Regions from separate parts of the Sus scrofa genome. Here region 1 is linked to region 2. Evidence: chromatin contacts called from public HiChIP or PLAC-seq data. All regions are on one chromosome and are shown on one strand. The core of a region is the stretch at or near the end of the contact, and the rest is flanking DNA. Distances in the headings are between cores, read along the strand shown. Region 1 overlaps CAMK2D (calcium/calmodulin dependent protein kinase II delta). Region 2 overlaps CAMK2D (calcium/calmodulin dependent protein kinase II delta).

What was found. HiChIP or PLAC-seq counts read pairs in DNA pulled down with a chosen protein or histone mark.
Region 1: an H3K27ac HiChIP or PLAC-seq map of skeletal muscle shows a contact between it and region 2. The contact joins two enhancer-like sites. A contact is called at or near these places in 1 of 47 Hi-C or Micro-C datasets (heart right ventricle) and 1 of 2 datasets of contacts at active chromatin or transcription factors (skeletal muscle).

Annotation. Positions count from the first base shown.
Region 1 is chr8:109,097,273-109,100,341 of Sscrofa11.1, reverse strand. The region is part of intron 4 of CAMK2D (calcium/calmodulin dependent protein kinase II delta); the gene reads right to left. Among named protein-coding and RNA genes, the nearest start is that of CAMK2D, 180 kb to the right of the region's middle. Within about 2 kb of position 1,326, at least 6 of the 83 cell types and tissues checked have an H3K27ac peak or open chromatin away from gene starts, as enhancers often do. A contact at or near this core is called in skeletal muscle, where this site is marked.
Region 2 is chr8:108,930,562-108,934,036 of Sscrofa11.1, reverse strand. The region is part of intron 2 of CAMK2D (calcium/calmodulin dependent protein kinase II delta); the gene reads right to left. Among named protein-coding and RNA genes, the nearest start is that of CAMK2D, 16 kb to the right of the region's middle. Within about 2 kb of position 1,521, at least 7 of the 83 cell types and tissues checked have an H3K27ac peak or open chromatin away from gene starts, as enhancers often do. A contact at or near this core is called in skeletal muscle, where this site is marked.

The DNA.
Region 1 (3,069 bases), core at 77-2,576, 170 kb before region 2:
GAAGAAACCCATTCGAAGTCTAGGCAAGCTTCTGAGAAATTGGATGAATCTGGGGACTACGCTCATCTTTCTTCCCATGAAGATAAGAGCTCTTGCTCACTGCTTCTCCACATGTTTGCTCAGTCCTCCTCCTCAATACTGGCTTCTTTTGCATAACTCTTGGTTTTTGTAACCCCCTATTATAGGGCACTCTCCGTGGCCCAATGGCTTTCAAACATATTTTGACTCCAGCCCCAAATCTCTAAGAATCTGTAGTTTCAGTCTCTGTCTTGATTCCAAGCCCAGGTTGACCCAGCTCCACTTAGGTGTCTCCACCGAATCCAGTAAGCTATGCCCAGGAGGACAGATTTAGTGACGTGCATGGTGGCTCATGCTGGGTTGTGTGTAGGATTTGTTCTTCAAGAGTGTGATGATGGTAGGAAGGAAATTGGTGTATAAACCATAAAACACATAAAGCATTTAAATCATTTAGTATAGTTATCTCTTTGTCCTGCGTTTACCAAGTTATAATTTACACAGACTAAAATTCACCCTTTTGGACTATGGTTCTGCAAGTTTTGACAAACACATACAGTCTATAGCAATCACATGTGATTAAGACAGACAGGTTTCCATCATTTACTTCTGTTTAAAATTTATCAACATTATTTTTAAGACGCCTTCTTCACTTTTTAAATTTATTTATTTAGTTTGGCCACAGTGTGCAGTAGCTTGATGTGGGATCTCAGTTCCCAGACCAGGCACTGAACCCTAGCCACAGCAGTAAGAGTGCCAAGTCCTAACCACTAGACCACCAGGGAACTCCCAAGAATCCTTCTTCACTTTAAAGAAATAAGCCAATAAACAGCTATTTCTTAGAAGTTTTTGGCTCCTCCTCCCCAAATTTGTCTTTAAGGAATAACATAACAAATTCTATATACTGAAACTGGGACTTGAGTGATTACATCATATGTGAAACAAAAACAAAGGCTTTTTCTACTCATTGCTCACTTCAGGCTGTTATTTAAACAAATACAGAAGGAACAACCTTAAGCTAGGACTTCATGAAACACAAAATGTAAGAGGTCCCCAGGCTCTAGGGACTGACAGAATGCCTCTCAGGTAAAGGGTCTCTGCAGTATATGTAGCAGATACTTATTGTTATAAGTTTAGACAATGTCTGAATTTAGACCATGGCTTGCTGACAAATGTACACTATCCCATGGCACTCTGCCAGCGAAGAGGTAGAAAAGCTTGGGAGATAATCAAAGGTCACAGCTTTATTTAACATCATCACACACCAAATAGGAAGTCAGGCATTCCCTACTGGGGCAGAGACAGAGTGTCCTCCAGTGACTGCTCAGCCCTTTTGCAGAGTCAAATCCTGCCTTTAAAAGGTGGGGCGCTCACCAAGTGGCCTAAAACAGGTCTCATCTTTCATCAAGGGCTTCTAATTTTAAATTGCTGCCATGCTAAATTTTATCTTGAGTGTCTCCCTGAGTCTCCACCCAGTTTGTTCAGATCTAACACCAGTTTTAGACAATTTCCCAGGGCTGGGGATTCCAATCTGTATTGTTTAACATACAGTCTGCATGGGGCACAAAGTCACGCACATTGATTAAGAATTTGAATGAGAGCCTCGCATATTGATTTTTTTAAATATTTCATGTAGGTACACATAAGTTAACTTACAAAAATTCTAACATCTATTGATATCATTCTCTGTGATAAGAGAACCTACTAGGAAGAAATTAAAAGAAAAAACAACTGTTTCCTAGGAATCAAGTTAGAGGTCCTACCTAAATGCTACTCAGAAAAATGCACTGTAGCAACTTCGTGAGTTGCTACCCGGACTCAATTGGTAAAAATGAGTAAAAGCGTACGTTATGAAACTCAACTTCCTCTAAAAGTTGAGGCTGCAGTACTCCTCAGGATAGCTTTCTCAGAACTATGGGTCTCTAGTTAATGCTGCCAGTGGGAAAATTCAATTGCTAATCGCCTTAAAGTAGTTATGGATCTGAAATGGGACAATCTGGGAGGAAATGAAATTTCTAGTTTATTTGCTACAGCTAACTTTATACAAGACATGGGTACAAGTAAAATGTACTCACAAAGATATAGTTAAATAATCAGCTACCAGTTCAATTTTTTTTCCCCATGGGCTACAGCATTCAGATTCCTACACACAGATTCACCTCACCTGAGCATGCATTTGATTCGCGTCGTGAAGGAACCTCCCAGTGGCTCAGTGTACAGTGTAGATGGACTAAGATGCCTGAAATGCTTGAGTCAGGGCCACCAATACTCTGATGGTATATGTGCATGTGCCTTCACAGATTGGAAAAAGCCAAACTACTCCTCAATAAAAATTAATCATTAAGCTGAGCCAGGGAGAAATCTGATTCTTGCGTTTGCATTACGTGATCCAGTGGAATGCACGAGCATAGGTGGGTATTTCAGGTATTTCCAGCAAGCTCTCCCTCCATTTTCAATAAAAAAAAAAAAATGAGTTCCTTATCTATACTGGGTCGAGAATTGCAGCAGTCTTTCATAGCTCGGGGCAAAGTGACTTCTGGGATCTCACACACTCAGCATCACAGTACAGTAAGGCTGTATAAAACCTTATGGGGCATAGAACATGGCAGATGAGGAGTAACCTGGGAGTCCAGGGCTTCACAGGGTGACTGCCAAAAAGAGGGCTAAAAAAGGGCATCATGAACTGAGTTCAGATGGATTCAAAGCACCACGGCTGTGTCAACTGCTGGATGTGGGCAGGGGAGGTTCCTGGGCCTCCCTCTTCACCCCTGATGATGACAGGCTCTTTGCTCGCAGGCCTCCTCTTGACCCCAGATGAAGAGGGTAAAAGGCCTCCTTGGTCAAACCTGGTTATTTACTGTCATTCAAATAAAATGCACATCAACTCTCACTTTGGTTCAAGCTGACCTCGGACTGGAATTCTAGGCTCCCCTGGGTAAAAATTTATACACCCACAAAGATCAAGTATAGATACTGATTTTTTTTTTTTTGATCCTCTAGTTGGAAAAAAAATTACCTTTTCTCCCAATTCCCTGAGCACCTTTTTACACATTT
Region 2 (3,475 bases), core at 272-2,771:
ACAGGTACTCCTCCACATCCCTGTCCTAGGTCCTCTTTTTCCTCTCTATCTTCCCTCCTTTGTGATCTCCACTAGTACAGCTTTTACTGTGCAGGCAGGTCATGAAGAGCAGCTAAATTGATTACTGCAGCTTTATAGATAAAAGCCCAAGGCTTGGAGAGGTTAGGAAGTTTACCCAAGGTCACAAGGACTAGGAAGGGGTAGTTGAACCTCAGCAATTTCAGAGCAGATGCACTTAACCTGCACAGTACATTGCAGTGCTTTCCAAGTCTGTCTCAAGAACCACACTCAATTTTCAATGGTGTTTTGGATATTTCAACCTGAATATAGAACTTACACCTTAATTCCTCACTGATTCATCATCTTCATCAAAATCAGTTCATGATTTTGACTTCTCAATTTCTTATATGAAAATTACAATTTTCCCCATGATTCAACCTTGAAACTCCAGTAATCCTTATTCTATACTATCTTCAGGTTTCAGAATTTCAGTACTCACACTCTATGCCAATCCATTCTACTAATTCACTGTGGCCAAGTAAAGTCTTAAATGGCTTCTTTAATGAGTCCCCACTGTATTTAGGACAATATTCTCAACTTCGCAATCAAAGACCTTTATAAAATTTCCCCGGATTTCCCATAGATTCTCTACATTTTACCCAAACACTAATGGCTTTCTGCACCCATGTGTCCTTCGTCTTTCCTTCCATTCATCTTAAGTTGTACTTTCTCAATGTTACTTCTCAACTAAATATCTCTACTTAGGTACAATGAATTATCATACTACATTCTTCTGCTACTCATCTTTATCTCCTCTATAATCATTCATGTATGTCTCCTCATCTCTAAATCAGGATCTAAGTTTTATGTGGGATCTGAGCATATTTTATTACCTTCACGCCCCCACAGCTTGCTTTTGGCAGGCATACTGCAAATGGTTCTCTTCTGACATCTTTTAGAGAAAATACTAACCTTGCTTTCTTTCATTATCAATAGTAGATATAGGTTATTGTCTTTCTCATTATTAAATGTTACGCTCCCCAAAAGTACATAACCATACAAATGGAAAGAGAGGTAGACTTTACTTCTCCAGGATAAAGCAGGATAGAGCATTTTTATAGGAAGAGGGTTACTGACCCAGAGATCTAGCCCAATTCCAGTCCAGGTAATTCACTCCTTCTCTCTAAAATCCCTCTGCTATTTCAGCTGGGTGATGCTGGCTCTTCCACTCCCTGGCCTGGGAGGGAATGTGATGTGCACTATGAAACAGCTGCCACATGCCACTTGGGAGCACAGGCCTGAATCTCCGCACACTGGGCACAAGAATCCCGGAGTGTTCCCTGCCCACACCCCACAAGTAAAGTGGGACTCAGGGAATGTCTTAGATCCTTGAATGAAAGATGCCTAATAACCATTAGTGTCAGCTACGAGAATTTTTCAAAAGACTCATTTCTCACTTCCCTCCACCTTTTTCCCGAAAAGCTTGCTACAGAAGGCCTAATGAAACATTTCCATGCAGGACGGAGAAATTATTCTCTCAAAGCTCAGTGCTATTTTTAAAACCGACCTGTGTGTGCTCACTGTGTATTTCTAATACTTGTATCCGTAAATTTGGATTTGGTTCAGATGACTCTAAAACATAGTCTCCTACCTAAAAGTGTTTCTTAAAATTTGTAAAAGGTCAACAAATACTAATTTCATTTTTTAAAAATCATTATTACTTTAAAAGATTACCTATCTTAGTGATCCTATAAGCTGTCCCTGATCATGCCTTGGGACTTCTCTTAACTATGTCACTGGCAGATTATAGATATTATGATTCTTAGTACTAAATAGAGAATACAGAAGTATAAGTAATATGATAATTGGTTCTCTGTCCATATACACATTTTTTTTCTTTCTTAACAATTAAATTTTCCCTTTTCTTAATCAGAAAATACATAGAAAGCAGCAGGTAAGTCAATTTTTTTTTCCCAAAAATAACTTCCAAAGCACATAAATATTACCAAAAGTAGACTTCAGCCCTATTCATAAGAGACAAATAGTTCTTCGACACTTTTTTATTTTTCTCCAATTCTACTAGAATGAAAACTGGCCTGAAATCTGGAGCTCTATACTGAGATAACAGGAGCAGACTTTGACCCTGAAATTCTGCTTGCAATCTGGAGTTAGGATTTCCTCCTACTTTCTAACGACTATACCAAACTTGAGTCACTGATTTTTAAGTCAACAGAAGGCTTTTTCCTCTACCCCAATACAAAACCTCCTACCCCAATACAAAAAAATCAAAACAAAAAGCAAAATAAAAAAACCCAACAATCTACTATGTTTTATATATATATATATGCACATATTGAGTAAAACAATTCTGCCTCTCTTTAAACCACAAGTTATATAGTTCTTGATATTAATGAAACTGGGGAGATCTTACAAATTAAAATGTTCTACAGATGCTAAGTTCCCTTTAAAAATAGGGGGAAAACACTGCATGGTTAAGCCTAGCAAGGCAGGTTCAATGCTTAAACTGAAGTTGTCTTCTAGGTGAATGAGAGATTTTTCCATTGTTTAAGTGAAAGGAATAAATGACTATTTTCCAACTAAATAATATATTACATTGTACAATCTGTTACTTAAAAGAGTACACATATACAAATATTATTGCTAACAGTTTTGAGTCCCTAGATATATATTCACTTATCATAATATGTAGTTCAGGAGTCATTTTTTCATTCACTTATTTGAGAAACATCTCAGAAGGGTGCCAGGCACTATTCTAGACACTGGGAATTCAGGCAGTGAATAAGGTCAATATCATTTTTAGACATCTTACTTATTATGTTTGGTTTTGAACCAAAACCTACAAACATTTTTTTTTTAAAAACAAGTCATTAAAGCAATGCAACAACTGCAGAAACTATCTAGTCTCTCTTGTTTATAAACCAAAAAGGAATTCTCGGAGTTCCCGTTGTGGCGCAGCAGAAACGAATCCGACTAGGAACCATGAGGTGGGGGGTCAGATCACGGCCTTGCTCAGTGGGTTAAGGATCTGGCTTTGCCATGAGCTGTGGTGTAGGTCACAGATGTGGCTCAGATCTGGCGTTGCTGTGGCTCTGGAGTAGGCCGGTAGCTGTAGCTCCGATTGGACCCTTAGCCTGGGAACCTCCATATGCCACAGGTGCGACCCTAAAAAGACCAAAAAAAAAAAAAAGGAATTCTCTAGGGCACTTTAAAAATTGATTTTTTTTAAATTTCTAATTATCCTCCTGTCCTTTATCTTTCACTTAGTCACTCAGTTTTTTGTTTTTTTTTTTTCTGTATTGCCCCAAAGCTAAATACAACAAAATGTGAGGTAGATAAGTTGTTATTCCTCCCTTATCAGTTGTTCATCCCTAACGACTCAGGGCTGTAAAATCCCCCAAACCCTACTTATTTAATACCTTCCAACAGATCTTGCTGCACTTAATGATTCATAAAA